Linked DNA regions of Hordeum vulgare: region 1 is linked to region 2. The links are chromatin contacts, called in public Hi-C maps. All regions are on one chromosome and are shown on one strand. Each heading gives the region's core, a stretch centred on a gene start, on an enhancer-like site or on the middle of the called end of the contact. The rest is flanking DNA. Distances are from core to core; before and after follow the strand shown. Region 1 holds the start of LOC123448676 (putative potassium transporter 8). Region 2 has its middle 440 kb from the start of LOC123448676.

Region 1 (3,500 bases), core at 365-2,864, 440 kb before region 2:
TCAGCTATACTGACAGAAGTAAGATCCTGAATGTCTCGCAGATACTTGTCAAACATCCATATCGGATATCGAGGGCACCCATTATCCCATTTTTATTCGTCTTTAAACAATCCTACATACAGTAAAAGGGGATATGCCGGGAACGGGAATACTCTTGGAATATGTCCAACCCAAAAGATCACAAGTCAAAGTCAACGAGCATGGTATTGAATGATTTTTGCATGCAAGTAGTCTGAACTGGTGGACTGAAGTTTTGACCAGTGTCTATCATCTTAGTCTAAACTTTATTTAAATCGCTTGCAAAGATTACTGAAAGCAAAAAGAATTTAAGAGAGAAGGCGCACATTCATGGTGATCTTTGGACAAGGAGAACTCAAGACCTGACACAGCCGAAAACACTGTCATGGTTGAAAGACAGAATCCAAAGTTAGCAACCAGTCATTAGTATATTGATTGAAAACAGCCAACCAGGCTGAGCAAAGAAAGGTTGGGGGTGGCAAGGCAACCAGATATAGCCGGCGTGAGGACACCGTCCCCAATGACCATGCAGGTTCCAATGAGAACCATGACGAGGAGGGCGGTGTGCAGGTTCTTGTGCTTCTCGAGCCACACCTTGACGCGGGTCTTGTCGACGGTTTCAGGGTTGCGCTCCAGCTTGTAGGTGGAGAGCTCCTCGTCCGCAATCTGCCTGTTGGGCAAGAGGCTCACATTGGCATGCCGGCAAATCAGCGAGTAGAGGGCAAACGTCCCTCCTGCGGAACAAAGAGATTGTCACAAGAGCCCTTCTTCTTCTTGGAACCGAACATGTCTGAGACCTGGAGAAGAAGAAGAAGAAGAAGAAGAAGAAGAAGAAGAGCGCATACCCTCGCCATTGTCGTCGGCTCTGAGGACAATGGAGACATACTTGATGAGAGGGATGAGGGTGAGCGTCCAGAAGACGAAGGAGAGGACGCCGAAGATCTCCTCGTTGGTGTCTGAGTGCTGGATATCCTCGGCGAAGGTGCTCTTGAAGACGTAGAGGGGGGATATGCTCAGGTCCCCGTACACCACCCCGAGGCTCTGGTACGCCAGGAGCATGGTGGTCCTCCATGAGTCCCTCTGCAATTGCAAATGCAACAATCCCAACACCAACATAAACAACGGGTTGCTCCCTTCCCATGATTACTCACTCAGCAGTTTGGGAAATAGACGAACCTGCGGGGATCTCATTCCCCTCCCGAACTCAAGATCCATTGCTCCGTGACCGTGAGAAATCAATCAATCAATCAATCAGCCTCCTTCGCACATAACACTTGGCTTTTACTGATTTCCTGCCGCAAGAAACAGGCGAAAGCTAATCTTACATAGTACAGAAATACGCTGCCGTTACCAAAACCCAGACAAATCTGCTTGCCCAAAAATACAAGAGCGAGCGGAAGAAAATATAGACAAGTACCTCGAAACAAAACAACGTAGAAGAGCGGAAGAGTGCAAGGATTGAGCTGAAGACTGAACGGGACTGGAGGAAGGGGATAGAGCTCGGCAGCTAGCGGACCAGAAAAGGCGAAAGGCACATGCCACGGTGAAAAAAGATGGTGGAGCCACCCTCCTCTGCCTCTGCCCGGAGGGGAGGGGTTACCGTACCGGGATGGGAAAATAGGAGGGCCACGTCCGCGTGTTCTGGGAGACCCAACACCGCTCCCACTCCACTCCACTCACATTCACTCCCTACCAACAATATGACCAAGAGCTCCAATAAAAATAAAAATAAAAGCCAAAGAACGGCAATGAAACCGGAGGGAAACGAGGGAGGCGGAAAATAAAATAAAATACTCACTCTCAAGGTCACATCTAGTACCTATCTACTAGTAGAACGCTCGTGTTGCCGCCGGCTTTAAAAAAATACGATGAAACTCACAAAGCATAAATAAATTAAGAATAATGCATGCCTTCACTAACACGCATCTTACGTCCTCAACTTTAAGCTAACATGGTTCTTCAACCAAACTTGAAAACCAAGTACTCAATGAATCAAAAATAAACAACAATCCATTGATATTATCATACACGCACATGGCTGCATGTGACAAAGTATAGAGAGCCAAAAAATTTAAAATACTATCAATGTTTACTCATCCAAACTTCATACAGCGAACAGGTTATTTAGTAGCTTTATCACCACATCAAGAAGCTTCTCGGTCGTTCTAGTCTCAATGTCGTAATAACATAGAGTTCAACTCACGGGAAGAAAATCATGTTGCACAAAGAAGCCATTGACCAGTCTCGTTTTTACTGGACCGGAGAGGGCGATAAGCAGAAATATCACATGGTGAGCTAGCCCGACATCTGCAAGCCTCGCGACCAAGGCGGTCTGGGGATCATGTCGTCCAAGCGCATGAACATCGCCTTGCTGACTAAGTGGCTTTGGAGAATCGCCAACGGTGACGGTGGCCTCTGGCTCGACATCATTAGGAACAAGTATCTTCAGGCCAGCCGCTGGCATTCTTCCAGTGCTCCGGAGGTTCTTAGTTCTGGCAATCGATCATCCAGTTGCTCCCGGTCCTTCGCATTGGTTCTTCCACATCGATTGGTTCCGGGTCCTCTACATTATTCTGGCTGGATCGCTAGGCTGGTGAGTCGCCTTTCACCACCCGTTTCCCGGGTTTATTCGCCATAGCGGTGGAGGCTAGGACCTCGGTTGAGGTCGCGCTCCAGGATCTCGGGCGTCTCGCGTTCCGCCGCCCTTTCGGAAGGCCTACATGTGCAAGGGCGACAACAAGTTCCGATGCAGTGAGCTAAACGGGAAGGCCTACATGTGCAAGGCAAGAAGGAGGTCGTGCTCAAGAGGGGCTAGAGGTCTATGCCACGATGCCAGTAGGTACACCCACAAGGAGCCTATTAAATGTCCACGGTTGCTCTCAGTTTTACACACGTAGAAAACTGTGGTTTTGAGCACAACTTGTTACCTGATTATAGCTGAATCAGTTATTGGCTTGACTATTTGGAAAAGATCAACGTGCTCCCACTGTTTAGTAGTAAACGTAGTAAACGAGAAGACTTAATATCCATTTCTCACTCTCAGTGAATCTCACATTGAAAAACCAAGTTTGCATGTATAAGAACTGTAGTACTCTACTAAAAACTATTTGACATCATATCTACTAAATAGGGAGTAATTAAGGTGTTGAAGAATTAACACATGATTACCACAACTCTAGTAAATAGGGAATAATTAATATTTGATAGCATATCTACTAAATAGGGAATGTTTATCATTATCAATAAGCACAAGTGAACAACTTTTGATCATAGAATAAAAAAATAATAAAAGTTAATTATCTCATTTCAGTCCTTACAACAACATGCCAATTTAATTATTTATATGCAGTGTAGTAAACTATGAGCATGATTCAGAGGGGACAATAATAGCGCCTTCTATGAGTGTGAATTGGAGAGGAGATTATACGATGAGATTTCTTCACCCTATTCATTTCCTTCTCTTTAAATATGATCAAACCAGC
Region 2 (3,939 bases), core at 130-2,629:
TATTTTTCTTGGATTTTAGATTTATTCAAGGTTGTATTAAATTCTAACTTGTCTAAATTTATAGTCTGTAAAAATTGCCAAACCATTTTTATAAACCATTATTTTTACCTCTTCTAGATTCAACCTGAAACTCCGTGTGATTTTTTTGATACTAGTACAAATGCCCGTGCATTGCAACGGGCTAGAAATATCATGATGTTTGTTTCTTTTTTGTTTTCGTGTCCTAGTAGCCAATGAGTACGAGTTTGTGAGGGACGCAAATAAAGTCAAATTCGACATTCAAAAGAATATGTAGTACCAACCGGCAACTGTGCATAGTTTTGGAGGTTTTTACCCGTCCATGAAGATCAACTAACACGTACACGAGATGGAGGTTTTTACCGGCCTGTGAAGATTTTAATTGCACCTTTTAAAAATATCGTATACTTTGTCCGACGTCGAGGAATGCATTCTTCTTTTGTGTGTGTTAACCGTGAAGTCATTGTCGTATAGATAACAACTTCTGTAATCCTTTGTTTAAGAAAGTAGAAAGCTAGTTTTAAGTAGTTTACCTTTTAATTTTATTTACTATATTTTTTGTTTAAATAAAAAAATGTACTCAGGTATCCCTAAACATCGTTTCAAATAAGCATGAGTAAGTTAATTAATGACGGTGCATGTGTGGCTAGTGTTATGTTTTTTATGAAAACAATTTAGGAAGCAAAGAAAAAAATGTTATGACATTATGAATCAGATTGTCAAAGGCTAGTGAACGGTAAATAAATGTCTAGCAAAAAAAGATTGTGTGCACACTAACACATCCTCCTGATGGATTCGGAGCTTTTTATGGGTTGTGGACACAAAAAGAAAAGAGACAACATGGTCTAGAAGAAGCGACACACCTCATTGTGCTTCTCCAGCGGACTCATAATTCCTCATAGCCTTATCTTGTTGCCTGCCACCGACGGGATCCCCACGGCCCTGCCCACTCCTCACCCAAAGCTGCACACACTTGCGGGATCCCCCCTCCATGCACCATCTGCAGACCCGCATCCAACGCGCCGCCTAATCTCTCTCGCTCCACCTCCGGCGGGTCGCCTTCATACCGCGCCATGGCGACGCCTCACCTCCTCCGGCCTTCTCTGCTCCCAGGCTGCCGGAGCGCCGCCGCCTCTCTCGCTCCACCTCCGGCAGGTCGCCGTCATACCGCGCCATGGCGACGCCTCGCCTCCTCCGGCGCTAGGAAGTCGCTGCCTCTCGTCCGGCCTTCTTTGCTCCCAGGCTGCCGGAGCGCCGCCGCCTCTCGCGCTCCACCTCCGGCTGGTCACCTTCATAACGCGCCATGACGACGCCTCGCCTGCTCCAGTGACAGCAAGTCGCTGCCTCGTCTGGCCTTCTCTGCTCCCAGGTTACCGGAGCGCCACCGTCGGGCATGTCCTCTACTGCATGACAACCCCTCCGCCGCCCCGTTCCAGACCAGATCCAGAGCGCCGGTGCGCTGCTGCTGGATCCCTCCTCATTCCCTCGCCCGAGATCCATATTTGCTCCTATTGTTTTTTTTGAGGAGGCTGATTGATATTACAGATAATCTTCATTTGTACATAAATTGATATGAATCAGTTGAAAGGAGCGATGTGGGACAACAATCGCGAGTCCGGCCGCCCAGCCGAAGTTGCCCCTCTTCCACCTTCTTTGCCCTGGATAGAACGAAGAAAGGAGCGCAGACGGAATTCTAAATACGCAGGGGTTATTTTGCAAAGTTGAAACGTTTTTTCAAATCCACTTATGTAGGGATAGCGCGTTGAATACTTGAAATCCTAGGAGCTTTTTCACAAAAAAGCCACGACGACGGACGACGAGAAATAGTATTCGCTTTTTTATTACTAGTAAGTCACCGTGGGATTGCCGGACTCTGAGCAACATCCCTACCCAATCGGTCCCCCTCTCATATATATATATATATACATATATATATATATGTCTCTAATAATAAAGCAAATACGGTTTCTGATTGTCCGTCTTGAAAATTATCCCTAAAGTTTGCATAAATTACCATCATGCCACCGGTAAGTAATAGAAAACGTTTCATAAAGCAAAAAATCTTAGACTGGGCCGGTCTATGTAAAAATGTCCTATATTACGTTCTGCATGCTGGGAGAATATCCAACACACCGTATGGCCGGCCCATGCACAAGCGGCTGCTTTTTTTCCATTTATTTATTTATTTCCAGTTCTGTTTTATTTTTTTATTTTATATAATTTAGAACTTCAAATAATCTTTAAAATTTTAATAAACTGAAAATTATAAATCAACACATTTCAAAAATTAAAATGTTTGTGACTTCGAAAACTGCTCGGAGTTTTGTAAAAAATACTCGCATATACAATAAAATGTTTGCAATTTTAGAAAAATATTTGTACAACATTTAATAATCCAATCCATCCAACAGTTAATTCTTTAAAATTCACACAGGTATATTGTCTCAAAGACTTTGAAGCATTAATGTTTAACTACATACATTAGATCTTTCGTCAACAATTTTACAAATATGGGAACGATTTTAAAATCGAAAACATTTTTTACAATTTACAAACATTTACTAAAAATCATGAATATTTTTTATATTTCGAACGGGTTTAAATATTTTCTTTTGAATTGGCCACCAATTCAAGAAAAGACGAACATAATTTTTGATGTTGGAGGATTTTATTTTAAATTCACAAACATTTTTTGAAATGCATGAAGTTTTTCGGAATAAACAAACATTTTTATAAATCAGTAATATATTCATTAAATTCATGGACATTGTTTTGGAATTTGCAAAAAAAATATAAAAATCCGGCGCTTTTTTTGAATCCTATTTTTAATTCAAAATAAATATTCGTCAGCATTTTAATCCAAATTCTTATTTTCGTAATTCTAAATTATTTAAATTATAAATAAACAAAAATGGAACGGAAAATTTTAAATAATAAAAAGAAACTAGCAAAACACGCATTAGTTATTTTTAAAATTTTAGGACATATTTTGAATTAGAAAGCATTTTGTTAAATGCATTTAATAGTTTTAATACATGAAATTGTACTTGAGATCATGGACTATTCTTATTGTACAAACATTTTTATAAAATTGAAAACATTTTATTGTATATGCGAGCATTTTTTACAAAACTCCGAACAATTTTTGAAGTCACAAACATTTTAATTTTTTAAATATGTTGATTTGTAATTTTCAGTTTATTAAAATTTTAAAGATTATTTAAAGTTCTAACTTATTTAAAATTAAAAAAATAAAACGGAACTGAAAACAAATAAATAAATAGAACTAAAAGCAGGCGCCTGTGCATGGGCCGGCCCATACGGTGTGCTGGATATGCTCCCAGCGTGCAGAGCGTAATATATGAGATTTTTACATGGGCCGACACAGTTTAAGATTTTTCGCTTGGTGAAACATTTTCTATTACTTACCGGTGGCATGGTGGGTAATTTATGAAAACATTAGAGTTATTTTCATGACGGACGACCAGAAATCGAATTTGCTTTATTATTAGGGAGAGACTAGCAAAATGGTCCGTGCGTTGCTACGAAAAGAAATATAATCTTCAATGATGGTGACTACATTATGTTCATATATCATCGCTTGATTTTAAAATTTTATGCACAAATAAAAGAAAATGTTTCTTCTTTTAAATTTATTCACAAGTTGAAGCAATCTTTACATTTTCAATAAATATATATCATTGTTGTAAAAAATCTTGGTAACTCAAAGATTTATTCTGAATTTTAATAATTTTTTTTAGAAAACAAACAATAATAATTCGATACATCCAACAGTTAATTCTTCAAAATTCACACAATTATATTGTCACAAAGATTTAGAAGCATTAATGTTTAACTATATACATTAGATCTTTCGTGAATAATTTTACAAATATGGGAAAAAAATTAAAATCGAGAACA

What was found. Hi-C and Micro-C count contacts between places; a contact is called where the count stands out from the background.
Region 1: a contact with region 2 is called in a Hi-C map of seedling, with 2.3 times the contacts expected there. The contact joins the promoter of LOC123448676 here to the enhancer-like site in region 2. A contact is called at or near these places in 3 of 6 Hi-C or Micro-C datasets (leaf and seedling) and 1 of 1 datasets of contacts at active chromatin or transcription factors (embryo).

What each region holds. Positions count from the first base shown.
Region 1 is chr4H:384,247,299-384,250,798 of MorexV3_pseudomolecules_assembly, reverse strand. LOC123448676 (putative potassium transporter 8) reads right to left here and starts at 1,614. Exons shown (of 10, transcript XM_045125644.1): 1 at 1,436-1,614; 2 at 1,195-1,310; 3 at 864-1,098; 4 at 507-752; 5 at 345-398. The coding sequence starts at 1,233.
Region 2 is chr4H:383,809,686-383,813,624 of MorexV3_pseudomolecules_assembly, reverse strand. No RefSeq gene overlaps it. Among protein-coding and RNA genes, the nearest start is that of LOC123448676, 440 kb to the left of the region's middle. Within about 2 kb of position 1,379, at least 3 of the 3 cell types and tissues checked have open chromatin away from gene starts, as enhancers often do. A contact at or near this core is called in leaf and seedling, where this site is marked.